Regions from separate parts of the Macaca mulatta genome. Here region 1 is linked to region 2. Evidence: chromatin contacts called from public Hi-C data. All regions are on one chromosome and are shown on one strand. The core of a region is the stretch at or near the end of the contact, and the rest is flanking DNA. Distances in the headings are between cores, read along the strand shown. Region 1 holds the start of CIB1 (calcium and integrin binding 1). Region 2 holds the start of IDH2 (isocitrate dehydrogenase (NADP(+)) 2).

What was found. Hi-C and Micro-C count contacts between places; a contact is called where the count stands out from the background.
Region 1: a Hi-C map of cortical neurons shows a contact between it and region 2, with 5 times the contacts expected there. The contact joins the promoter of CIB1 here to the promoter of IDH2 in region 2. A contact is called at or near these places in 2 of 14 Hi-C or Micro-C datasets (cortical neurons and fetal cortex germinal zone).

Annotation. Positions count from the first base shown.
Region 1 is chr7:80,061,406-80,067,705 of T2T-MMU8v2.0, reverse strand. CIB1 (calcium and integrin binding 1) reads left to right here and starts at 4,681. Exons shown (of 7, transcript XM_077940337.1): 1 at 4,681-4,784; 2 at 4,915-4,949; 3 at 6,177-6,300. The coding sequence starts at 4,734. It overlaps GDPGP1 (GDP-D-glucose phosphorylase 1), which reads right to left and starts at 4,407. Exons shown (of 4, transcript NM_001194046.1): 1 at 4,362-4,407; 2 at 4,026-4,100; 3 at 862-918. LOC144330110 (a long non-coding RNA gene) reads left to right here and starts at 1,102. Exons shown (of 2, transcript XR_013395985.1): 1 at 1,102-1,243; 2 at 2,754-4,379.
Region 2 is chr7:79,925,758-79,932,612 of T2T-MMU8v2.0, reverse strand. It overlaps IDH2 (isocitrate dehydrogenase (NADP(+)) 2), which reads left to right and starts at 4,830. Exons shown (of 11, transcript NM_001257762.1): 1 at 4,830-5,030. The coding sequence starts at 4,916. LOC114679490 (a long non-coding RNA gene) reads right to left here and starts at 4,670. Exons shown (of 3, transcript XR_003731445.2): 1 at 4,536-4,670; 2 at 3,850-3,922.

The sequences.
Region 1 (6,300 bases), core at 3,432-5,931, 140 kb before region 2:
AATAAAACCTCTTTCCTTTATAAATTACCCAGTCTCGGGTATTTCTTCATAGCAGCGTGAGAATAGACTAATACACACACACACACACACACACAGACACACACACATTTTATGTCTCATATATATAAACTATTTTTTTCTTTCTAAAAATTACATATATTGAGTAAATTTTTAATGGAGAAAAAATAAAGATAAACTATAACCCTTTGTTACAATGCCTAAGGAAAAATCACAATTTTTGTTTAGCTTCATTTTCATACATAGATGGATCTTGACTTTTAAACCAATCTTCAACTGTTGTTTATATAGGTTGTAGCTAGTTTCATTCTATTATACACAATGTGGCAATGAACATCCTATACACTCACACACTCATCATTGAACACGTCACGTTTTTATTTTCCTTTAAAATAAAATCCTGATATACCACTGGGTCAGAGTAGGTCCATGGCTCAGGTTTTGGTTTTGTTTTGTTTTATTTTTGGTAGAGACAGGGACTTGCTATGCTGTTCAGGCGGTCTCAAACTCCCATGGCTCAGGTTTTTAATACACACCATCAAACTGCCCTCCAGAAAATCATAGCTGAGTTCCAATGCATGAGAGTGCTCAGGGTTTCAAAGATGACAACTTCTTTTGTGGGAAAAGCTTTTCCATGTTCCATAGTGATTCCAACTGGTCATGCATAGAAACATTTGGGTGAGGATGGCACCAATGTGTGTGTAAGTGCCCAGGGCCAACCCTTCAAGGGGGAAATTAGTGCCTGTCTTCATCTTCCCCTGGCTGCCTGGGGCCCTGGACCCAGCATTGTCAGGGAGAGGGGTCTGCCACTGGCCCAGGTAGGATGTCAAAAGAAGGCATTACCTTAGCAAGGTCACTTCAGTCCAAGTTTGGGTTCCTTCAGCTCTGCTGGTCCAGAAACTTCATGTTAATAAAACAGAAAGGAAACAGAAAACACATAAAAAATTACATATCAAAAGTCAAGCTAAGTTTAATGGGTACTGAGGCTTAGTTTGCAAGATGAAAACATTCTGGAGATTTGCTGCACAACATCGTGAATGTGCTTAACGCTACTATACACTTAGAAATGGTTAAGATGGTCAATTTTTTTTTTTTTTTTAAAGACAGAATCTCACTCTGTCAGCCAGGCTGTAGTGCAGTGGCATGATCTTGGCTCACTGCAACCTCCGCCACCTGGGTTCAAGTGATTTTCATGCCTCGGCCTCCTGAGTAGCTGGGACTACAGGTGTGTGCCACCACGCCCAGCTAATTTTTGTATTTTTAGGAAAGACTAGGTTTCACCAGGCTGGTCTCAAACTCCTGACCTCAGGTGATCCACCCACCTCGGCCTCCCAAAGTGCTGGGATTATAGGTGTGAGCCACCCGCGCCTGGCCAAAAATGTTTAAAAGTGAAGCTAATCCTTTCAGCTGGAGCTGCAAAGTAAAAGACACACACACACACACACACAAAAAAGTGAAGCTAAGCATAATTTTGATGATAAAATGTAGTATCTTATTCTCACCTTACTGCAATGTCTGCCTCCCAGGCTGAAGCAATCTATCCACCTTAGCCTCCCAAGCAGCTGGGACCACAGGCATGACTAATATAGTGTCTATTAAAAGAGAATCTTATCTAACAGGTGAAAAAATTTAAAATGAGATAATAAAAATAAAACATAACCAAAACAAGGAGAAAAAAAAAGATAATCTTAGACATTTTTTCATATAAGATATAAAGATGACCAACAAGCACATTTGGGATGTTTAACATCATTAATAAGGAAAGGCAAATCAAAATCACAATGAGGGGCTGGGTGCGGTGGCTTACACCTGTAATCCCTAGACCAGCACTTTGGGAGGCTGACGTGGGTGAATCACGAGGTCAAGATATCAAGACCATCCTGGCCAACATGGTGAAACCCTGTCTCTACTAAAAATACAAAAATTAGCTGGGCGTGGTGGGTGCACACCTGTAGTCCCAGCTACTTGGCAGGCTGAGGCAGGAGAATCACTTGAACCTGGGAGGTGGAGGTTGTGGTGAACTGAGATTGTGCCACTGCATTCCAGCCTGGTGACAGAGTGAGACTCCATCTCAAAAAAAAAAAAAAAAGGAAAAAAAGAAAATTACAATGAAGTCCGGGCACGGTGGCTCACGCCTGTAATCCCAGCACTTTGGGAGGCCAAGGTGGGGGATCACGAGGTCAGGAGTTCAAGACCAGCCTGGCCAATGTGGTGAAACCCCCTCTCTACTAAAAATACAAAAAAATTGACCAGGTGTGGTAGTGGGCGCCTGTAATCTCAGCTACTCATGAGGCTGAGGCAGGAGAATCGCTTGAACCCAAGAGGCGGAAGTTGCAGTGAGCTGAGATCGCACCACTGCACTCCAGCCTGGTGACACAGTGAGACTCTGTCTCAAAAAAATAAATAAAATAAAAAATAGAAGTATATCAGCAGTTCGGTTTTATCACTGTACCAAGAGTTGATCAGGTACAGGAGGGACAATATGCTAACCAGATTCACCAAGGACTACCAGATGATTCAGCCTGTGCATTTAATAATTTACCATGAGAGGCCGGGCGCAGTGGCTCATGCCTGTAATCCCAGCACTTTGGGAGGCTGAGGGAGGCGGATCGCGAGATCAGGAGATCGAGACCATCCTGGCCAACATGGTGAAACCCCATCTCTATTTAAAAAAATACAAAAATTAGCTGGGTGGTGCACTTCTGTAATCCCAGCTACTCGGGAGGCTGAGGCAGGAGAATTTCTTGAACCTGGGAGGCAGAGGTTGCGGTGAGCCAAGATCATGCCATTGAACTCCAGCCTGGGCAACAAGAGTGAAACTCTGTCTCAAAAAAAAAAAAAAAAGAGAGAGAGAGAGAGATACTTACTACCATGCAGTCCAGGTATTCGCCTTGGCTTGTAAGAGGCAAACAAGGTCTATTTAGTACAGGAGACATAATGACAGCTTCCTGCTTTTTGCCTAAGCTTTTACTAACAGGAGACTAACTCCTTCTTGGACAGAAAGAGTCTGCTATTAAAAGAAAAATGATCAGCTTGGGATGAGTCTATACCCTAGGTTTTTTTTTTTTTTTTTTTTTTTTTTTTTTTTTTTTGAGAGAGTCTCACTCTGTTGCCCAGGCTGGACTGCAGTGGCACAATCTCTACTCACTGCAGCCTCCAGCTCCCAGGTTCTACCACGCCTGGTTAATTTTTGTATTTTTAGTAGAGACGGGGTATTGCCATGTTGGCCATGCTGGTCTTGAACTCCTGGCCTCAAGTGATCCGCCTGCTTCAGCCTCCCAAAGTGCTGAGATTACAGGCATGAGCCACCACGCCTGGCCTTGAATATTTCTACAGTGATGGAATGTACATATTAATACAGTGGGTCTTATTAAACACATGCTGCCAAGGAGAAGCAATGGGTATTCTTCAAGTGTAAAGTAGAATCCTAGGCAGTCTAGGGAGTCAGGAAAGGCTTCCCTGAGGATAAGATGGAAGAGGGACTGAGGGCCCAACGTGGCTGAAACACAGAGAGCCAATAGGAGCAAGTCCAGTTACAGAGGGCCAGGATTTGGGTTTTTAACCATTTAATGATTATAAACTGAGATTAACATGCTCAGATTTCGACTTTACAAAGATCAGCAAGTATAATGGATTGGAAGGATCAAGAATTAATCCCAGCCTGACCAACAACCTCCACTTCCTCCTCCCAGCAGTTTGGAATCCTTACCTTTTGCAGTAGTATACGTTCATTCATTTATTATGCATTCGATAATATTTACTGAAAGCCTACTATGTGCCAAACATTGTTCTAGAGGTTAAGAGGGGACAAGAGCAAACGGGTCAGCAGCCTAGGGGTGAGATGGGGTCAAAAGGACAGCAGGTCAGCTGGAATGAAGACAAGACCAGTGGAGCGCCTTTAAAGGTGCCTTGGACTGGACCGATCACCTTCTAAATGCCTGAGCCCGGAAAAATCACTAAAACCCTTTGGACTTACGTATTTCCATCTTTGTAAAATGGGAACCTACCTTGCAAGGGATGTTGCAACAATCGAAGAAAACTATGCACAGTGCTTCACATCCAGTGGGTCCTCAGTAAATAGCCTAAGAATGAAGCAAGGTTATGGTTACTTCTGGAAGAGGTGGCTTGGGGGCTGCGACAGGTGCAGCGATTGCCTGATGATAACATCTAGAAAAGCCCTTGCTGGGCAGAGGGGCAGGCGACGACCTCGGCCACTCAGCGAGTCTCCAGGTTTCCCGGAAACGCTAGCTCCAGTGACTTCTCAGACGCTCCTACGGGACCGCACCCAGGGCAGCCGCCGCCACCACCTACTGCAGCCGAAGCGGATGGACCTCGCGACTTACCCTGCAGCCGCTGCCGGGGCCACAGCGAGGTCACGACTCCCGTGACGCATACGCAGCCAGCACGCACGCGCGCGGCGTGGCCCGCCCCCGCCCACCCCGGAGGCGGGGCCGTGAGTCCTGGGCTCCGCCCCGGAGCGTCGGGCCCCTCCCAGGGCCCCGCCTCCCGCTCGCCAGGGACCGGTCGCAGCCGGCGGCTCGCCTGCCAAACCCGGCTGGGAACGCCTGGGCGCTTTTAGGACGGGGCGGGCCCGGGGGTGGTGGCCCCAGGAGCGGTTGCCGCGGGGACCGGGCAGTGACGCGGCCCAAGGGCGGAAGTGAGAAAGTTGTCTGCGTCTCTAGGCGAGTTGGCGGAGCTGTGCGCGCGGCGGGGAGATGGGGGGCTCGGGCAGTCGCCTGTCCAAGGAGCTGCTGGCCGAGTACCAGGTGCGCGGGACGCCTGGCCCTAGGGAGCTCGTGTGCCGGCCTGTTCCCCGGAGCCGGGTCCGGAGCGGGCTGCGGGGCGGCCGCGGCCTCCCAGCGGTCCGCTAATGCCAGCTCTCGCTTTGCCTTCCAGGACTTGACGTTCCTGACGAAGCAGGAGATCCTCTTGTAAGTGCTGCCTCCGACCCCGGGATCCTCTAGAGACAGCTTCGGGGGCGCCGTCCCAAGGGAGGGGCGGGGGCTGGCCTGAGGTCTGCAGAGGACCGGGAGCTGGAGGCCAGGAGACCCAGCCCGGGCTGCGCCCTTCTCCCGGCACGCCCTCCCCGCCCTCGCCTGAGGCCCCAGCGTGGCACCGCGGAGCCACCTCACAGCCTCCAGGAAAAGTTAGGCTCTCTGACCCTGAGCTCCACTAGCTTCAGCACTGCCGAACTTCCTGCCCCAGTCCGGCAGGGGCCGACCTTGCCCGGTGGCTAAACCACAGAAGCCTTGGGGAGCCTGGCTCTTTCTCCCAACTTTACCTGAATAATACAGTAACCGTTATCGCTTTCTGAGCACTCACCATGTGCCAGGGACTGTGCTACATTGTTGCCTGCATTACCTAATTTAATCTTTAGGAGAGAGGTATTGGACAATGAAACAGGTTCAGAAAGGTTTGGTAACTGCTTAAGACAACACTCTTGAGTAAATGGATTTGAACTTGGGCTGGAAGCCCTTTTGCCAGATTTTATGCAGGCCAGGGCACTTTGAGTGAGGAGGTGCCTGGGCTTCCTGCGGCAATGGGAAGGAGGCGGAGGCCGAGGAGGAGGACAGTTCAGGGTGGCTGCTAAAAAGGAGGCTTTGAGGGCAAGAGATCCCTGGAGTGATGGTGAGAATGAGATTTTTGGTTGTGCTCTTTTCTCCCTGTTTTTGTTTTTTTTTTTTCTCTCTCTCTCTTTTTTGAGACAGAGTCTCGCTCTGTCACCCAGGCTGGAGTGCTGGGGCACGATCTCGGCTCACTGCAGCCTCTGCCTCTTTGTTCAAGTGATTCTCCTGCCTCAGCCTCCTGAGTAGCTGGGATTACAGGCAACTGCCACCATGCCCAGCTAATTTTTGTATTTTTAGTAGAAAAGGGGTTTCACCATGTTGCTCAGACTGGTCTCAGACTCCTGACCTCAAATGCTCCCACCGCCTTGGACTCCCAAAGTGCTGGGGTTACAGGTGTGAGCCACCATGCATGGCCAGTTCTTTAGGGCCAACTTCTGGCCTTTTCCCCAACTCTTCATCCCTCAGGGATCTCTAGAATCAGTGCCCAGCACATAGTAGATGCTCAGTAAATACTTATTGCAAGAAAAGACTCCTAGGCTGTACTGCCTTGTGACATGTCCTTTTGCTTACTGTTGCCTGATGACTCGGAAGTTCTGTGCATGTGGTTTTAGCTCCTCACCTGGTTGATAATGAGCAGCAGGCAAGGAGTGGGAATGAACACACAGGGAAACCAATCGCTGAGAACACCGACAGTTCCCCTCTCTCTACCAGAGCC
Region 2 (6,855 bases), core at 3,581-6,080:
CACTTCAGTCCATAGCAGCCACCAAGTGTGGGTTGGGTCTGGCTGTGGGCAGTAGAGAACCTGTTTGGTGGAGGGAGAGGACAACGCAAGGGCACAGAGGCAGTGACAATTCAGGAGAATGCTACATTTAGGGATCCTTGGGAGGGGGAAATAGCAGAAGAGAAGAGAGGAGAGGGAGGTGGAGGCCATGGACTGTTAGAAGCTGTTCAGAGTTGATTGTGTATGGCGTGGGAAGCTCCTGTGGGTATCTGAGCTGTGGAGTAGCTGCTCAGGATTGGGCTTTAGGAGGACAGTGCTGGAAGCAGCAGGTAGGGCAGATTGGGTGGGGGAGGGGACACAGACAGCTGGCAGGGAAATAAGTTTGGAGATGACCATAAATAGCTCTGCTGTCAACGCCTCTCCCACAACCCTCTCCTCCTCCTATTCTCCGATTTCTAATAATGGCTGTGCCATTCTTCCAGTCCCAGGGATGGAAGTCTGAGTCACTCTGACTCCTCCCCCCGCCATGCCCCATGTCCAACCAGCTACAATTCCTGCTGATTCTATCTCTTCTACGCCACCTCTGGAGTCCTGCCCCTCTTTGGGATTCTGCCAGCACCCTGTGTCAGGCCTGTCCCTGGCTCAGGAACTCTTGTCTCCCTTCCCCAGGCTCGATCCCAATACCCTCTCACCACTGTTGCCAGATGTTACCGTCTGCCTATTGCACACCCCAAAATGAATGCCCTGGAGTGTTGGCTGGATGAAATGTGAGCACCTGCGGGATTCATTCCTGTAAGGCCAGCACTTTGGGAGGCCAAGGTGGGAGGATCACTTGAGCCTAGGAGTTCCAGAACAGCCTGGGAAACATGCTGAAACCCTATCTCTACATACAATACAAAAATTAGCCAGGTATGCACCTGTAGTCCCAGCTACTCACGAAATTGAGGTGGGAGAATCACTTGAGCCCGGGAGGTCGAGGCTGCAGTGAGCTGAGATTGCACCACTGCACCATTGCACTCCAGCCTGGGCAACAGAGTGAGACCTGTCTCAAAAAAAAAAAAAAAAAAAGAAAGAAAAAAAAGAAAAAGGCTGGTGCAGTGGCTTGTGCCTGTAATTCCAGCTACTTGGGAGACTGAAGCAAGAGAATCACTTGAACCTGGGAGGCGGAGGTTGCAATAAGCTGAGATCACACTGCTGCACTCCAGCCTATCTCAAAAAAAAAAAAAAAAAAAAAAAGGAGGCTGGGCACGGTGGCTCATGCTTGTAATCCCAGCACTTTGGGAGGTTGAAGCGGGCTGATCACCTGAAGTCAGGAGTTCAAGACCAGCCTGGCCAACATGGTGAAACCCCTGTCTCTACTCAAAATACAAAAATTAGCTGGGCGTGGTGGCGCATACCTGTAATCCTAGCTACTTGAGAGGCTGAGACAGGAGAATTGCTTGAACCTGGGAGGCAGGGTTTGCAATGAGCCGAGATCCCGCCACTGCACGCCAGCCTGGGCAACAGAGCAAGACTCTGTCTCCAAAGAAAAAAGAAAAAGAAATGTGAGTCCCTGACCACTCCTAGCTGTCCTGTCCAGCCTCCCCCGAGACCTTAGAGCTCTTTGAAGAGGCAGCGAGATGGATGCTCCTTCCCCAGGCTCTCCAGGGTCTCCTGCACCCAAGGTGCTTTTCTCCTTGCCAGATCATCTACACTCCTCTTGGGACACCTTCTTTCTCTCTCTCTCTCTCTCTCTCTTTTTTTTTTTAATAGAGATTAAGGTCTCACTCTGCTGCCCAAGCTGGTCTCAAACTCCTGAGCTCAAGGGATCCTCCTGCCTTGGCCTCCCAAAGTGCTGGGATTACAGGTGTGAACCACCACACCCAGCAGACACTTTCCTCTTGTGCCTGCGTTTATGGTGATTGTATACATGTGTGTCTGGCTCCCAGAGGGTAGGGACGGAGTAATACAAATGTTTGTGCCTCCACAGGGAACTTGCACGTGACCTAAATTCAACGACAAATTAGGGTTTGATTGAAAATGTGGAGGGGTGGAAATTTTCAATTCCACTGACCCCAAACGGGAGGATCTGAGCCCCTTTCCTTTAAACACCATCTTTCTCTGCAGCAGCTTTCAGAGCCAATAGTTACCATCACCAGGAATTCCAGACCAGCACAATAAATAGGGGCTGTGGTTTCTCCCTCTTTCTCCTTAAAAAAGTAATAGAAAAAAAATTAGCCAGGCATGGTGGCATGTTCTTGTAGTCCAAGCTACTCAGGAGGCTAAGGTAGGAGGATCACTTGAACCTGGGAGGTTGAGGCTGCAGGGAGCCGTGATCATGCCATTGCACTCCTGCCCGGGCAACAGAGTAAGACCCTGTCTTGGAAAGAACAACAACAACAACAACAACAACAACAACAACAGGATTGGAGTTGATTTGAACTGGAGTTTTACTACTTCCCAGCAGTGCACCATTGAGCAAGTGTGGAAACCTCTACGAGCCAATGGAGCTGGCATCAGCTGCCTCATCAAACAGGGATTGTATGGGAAAGGCTGGCATGGAGCTGGGGCTTGGGAGGCAGGCAGTTAGAGGCAGTTTAAAGATTTTGCTTCAATTGCCTCCAGCTGCTGCTGTGCTTACAAGGAACACAACTGCTCCCTCTCTGATCCCTCAGCAGGCAAAGGCCAGACTCTGGAACACACCCACAGTGCTGCCTCTGGCCAGGCCTCTGAGATACCAGTCCACCATGCAGAGGAAGGGGCGAGTCCTTGGTAGGGGGAGGGGGGCAGCAATTTCATTACCACCATTTCAGAGGTGGTGGTGTGGGTGGTTGACATACATAAGTCTCATTGTTTGAACCAGAAGGATCTTCAGGGGTCCAGTCTTCCAGTTTACAGGTGTGGACATTGAGATCCAGGCACCTGATAATACCAGGTTGGCAGGAAGGTCGAATGCCAGAGGTTTCCATGATCTCTACTTGTGTTTGGAGCAACAGAATTCTGAACAGAGTCAAAGGGATAAGGGGTCTTTTCTGGCACAAGCTGGCCCAAGACCAGGCCTTTGACAGAGGTCTCAGACTCTGGGGGGCCCAAAAGCAGCCCTCCCTTGGGCTCAGCCTTCTGGATCCTAGGGCCAGAGCAGTAGCTCTACCGGCTAGGACTCGGTGAGGGGAGCTTTGAAGTCACTAGTCGAAGGTCACCTTCCTGGCCCAGCTCCACCTGGCACTGTTGACTGTGAGGCAGTGGAGGGGAGGGCTGAGAACACAGCACATAGGTTGCTCCTATTTGGAGTGAATTAGTGTGACTGGGAAAGCAGAGAAGGGAAAGAGGTCAGGTTTTTCCAAAGAAAACCCAGCCCTCAGCTAGTGTCTTAGTTTAAGAAAACAGATGAAGAGAGAAACTTTGTGGCAGAACTAATTATAACCGTCTTTTGTGGCCAGATGCAATGGCTCACACCAGTAATCCCAGTGCTTTGGGAGGCCTAGGCGGGAGGATCATTTGAGCTTAACAGCTGGAGACCAGCCTGGGCAACATAGTGAGACCCTCCCATCTCTATTTTTAATTAAAAAAAAATCTTTTCTATGCAAACAGGAAAAAATGGAACTGTTTTCTACTGTGGCTGCTTGATTACTCCAGGGTCTCAGAAAACAATACCCCAAAACGCAGGCCTCAGGAGCAGCTCTCTCTGACCCTCTCCCTCCCTCCTGTCTTCGGCCCCTCACTCTCCTCGGAGGCCAGCCATAGAAACTAGAATCCTTCTTCCTCAATGCAGGTCATAGAAACCAGAGCCCTTCTCCCCCAAAGCCAGACATCGAACCCAAAAATATTACTCTAACCTTCTCCCACACGTTTCTGGGTAAAAACTGGCCATAAATAAATTATCTGACCTACCTTGTTTGCTTGCAGGTCCTAAGACCCCTCCATCCCAGAGAGAGTCCTGCCCCATCCTCAGAAGGAAGGACTGCTGCAGAGAGAGGCCAAGAAGAATCTACATGGACAGGCCTTGCTGGGTTTCCCCACTCAGGTTATTGGCCTTCTGGTCCAATCATATTTCTTTCTTCGGTTTTTTTGTTTTTGTTTTTGTTTTGTTTTTTTGAGACTGAGTCTCGCTCTGTTGTCCAGGCTGGAGTGCAGTGGCATGATCTCAGCTAACTGCAACCTCTGCCTCCCAGGTTCAAGTGATTCTCCTGCCTCAGCCTCCAGAGTAGCTGGGATTGCAGGCGCACCACCATGCCCGGCTAATTTTTGTATTTTTAGTAGAGACGGGGTTTTCATTATGTTAGCCAGGCTGGTCTCCAACTCCCGACCTCAAGTGATCCGCCTGCCTCGACCTCCCAAAAGTTCTAGGATTACAGCCGTGAGCCACCGCGCCCGGCCCAAAGTGGGATTTCAACTCTCTACACCAGCTGGACGCGACAGCGGACTCGAGGAGGCGCAGGCGCCGGTGGTCTTGGCTCAAGAATGCAGCAGCTGCGCTGGGCTAATGCGCCTTGGGGTTCCGCCCTGCAGGCGAGGGAAGCAAGGGTTCGCTCAGATTGACCTTTGGGTTTAAGCTAAAGCGCCAGTAACTGACATACAGGTTTACATGGGGCATCCTGGAGAGGGTCAGCCTCGCAAGCGGCTCTGCTAATCACCCAGCCCCGATTCCGCTAGCGGGTCCCGGTAGGTCTCACGCCTGTAGCTCCTGCAGAGCTGGGCTTTCAGCAGCGCCCACAGAAGCACCGGCCAGGCCCGGCCTCTGGGTCCCGGCTTCGCGGGACACTGGAGGCGTCGGAGGCCCTGGCCCCGCCTCCTCCCCGGCAAGGCCCAATGGGGCGGCGGGCCCGGCAGCCCCGCCCCGGTGGTGTCCGCTCGGCCCGCGCCCGCCAGGCCCAGCGTTAGCCCGCGGCAAGGCAGCTGGGAGGAGCGGCGCGCGCTCTGACCCCTCCCGCCCTGCTCTTTCACTCTCCTGCTTGGGATGGCCGGCTACCTGCGGGTCGTGCGCTCGCTCTGCAGAGCCTCAGGCTCGCGGCCGGCCTGGGCGCCGGCGGCCCTGACAGCCCCCACCTCGCAAGAGCAGACGCGGCGCCACTGTGAGTGCCGCGCGGAGGGTCCAGGCAGGCGCGCGCCCCCAGCTGCGACGTGGCAGCTTCCCAGGCTGGGGCGGGGGAGCGCGTCCAGCCAGCCCGCAGCCAGGGGACGGCGGGGCCGGGCGCACAAAGGGCCGGGGGGCAGCTTCGCTCCGTGCTCCCCCGCCCGGAGCTTCCCGGCCGGGCCAGGCGGTGGGGTGGGGACTTGAGGGACGGTGGCAACTGGTGGCCCGGGCGACGGCCAGTTCTGCGCGGGCGGGGGCTCGGGGCTGCCGCGCGCCCCTAGGTATTTCGGGAGGGGGTCCTGAGAGTGTCCGGGACCCGAAGGGTGGCCTGCCCGCCCTGCGCCCCTGGAACGAGACTAGCACCCGCTGGGGGCTGGAGCACCCCGCGCGCTCCCCTGGCGAGAGGGAGGGTCGTGGCGCGGCCCCTGCTCAGACAAAGGCTGGGAGGCGGGAGGCATGCACTTCCCCTTCCTTTTCAGCCAGGCGCACGCTGATACCAGGCCCACGTCAGCTATTTTTGGAGCCTTTTACACACAGCTGGAGGAGCGTCCTTTTTAATTTTCCCCTTTTGTTTGGCCGCCCCCACCCGCAGCCCTTCGCCTTCATCGCTGCACTTGAGGCTCCATCCTGGGGCCTCTCCTTGACTTGACCTGCCTTGGCAGGCACATGCCCTCCCTGCCTGGCTCACTCGCCGCAGAGATCTGGCAGCCCGCGCAAAATGTCACTTTGCGGAATTGTTCCCACGGCTTCTGGGTACCTTTAGCTTCCTGCTTAGGAGAGAAGACAGTAGTCGGGTCGTAATAAGCAAGACTTAACCCGAGCCTCCGTTACCAACGCAGGCTGCCTTGCCTGGCGTGTGGGCATCGGCCTGCCCCCTCACCCTGGCTACCCAACACAGCTACAAAAGGCAGGGAACAATGTAGGTCCCTTGGCCCTGTCTGATGCCTGTTGTCATGGAAACTCCTATCCTAATCTGGCCAGGAGCCCCTTGCAGTGAGCCAGGAGAGTGCGGAAGAGGGGGTGGGGCCTGCCGGCCCTGGCCTCACCAGAGGAGGTAATGGTTAACCGGATTGTGGGAGCAGCTGACTAGAGCTGGGGGGTAGGGAGGCTTGGGCCCCAGTCCTGCCTCCCCTCCCAAGGAGAAAGGGGCATGTCTGCTTTTGTACCTCTGGGAATCTGTCTCAGGGATCAGCCCAGCAACTCCCAGTTTCCAAGTGCCCCAGGCCCCTAAGATTCCCATAGAGCACACCACCTTCAGCAAAAATACGGTGGAAGTGAGCTACAATCTTTAATTCTCCCTTCTTTTCTGCCTTGATGGTAAAAAAAGAAACAAAACAACACAAAAAACACAAAACTGGAACACAAAGCCCCTTTTAAGGGTCCTGAATTTGGATGCAGAAAAAGTAGTCAGTTGCGGGTCCTTCTAGAAGTCCCCATGTGGGTTGGTTATGAATGGGGAAATTGCTTGGTTTTTGAGTTGGACATCAGACTACATACAGTTGCGACTCTGCCAACTTGTTACCTGGCAACGCAGCTGGAGACAGAATACTTGGCATTCCCCTTGATGACAAGGAAAGAATATTTTTGGGCTAAAAGAGCCCCGTGTCTTTGCTGCCTGGTAATTCCTGCACGCATCTTTTCCTATTTTGCAACTCCATAGGCTTAGCGACTGCTGGTGATGTTTCTGGTAAGTTAGAGCTTGGGGCAGTGGGGGCCAGTTCTGTGAACCGCCCGGTGGGAGAATTACTTATCTAACCTTCCTTTACTCCACTCCTAACCCAGAAATTTCTTAATTCTTGCCCCTTAAGTGTGCAGATCTTTCT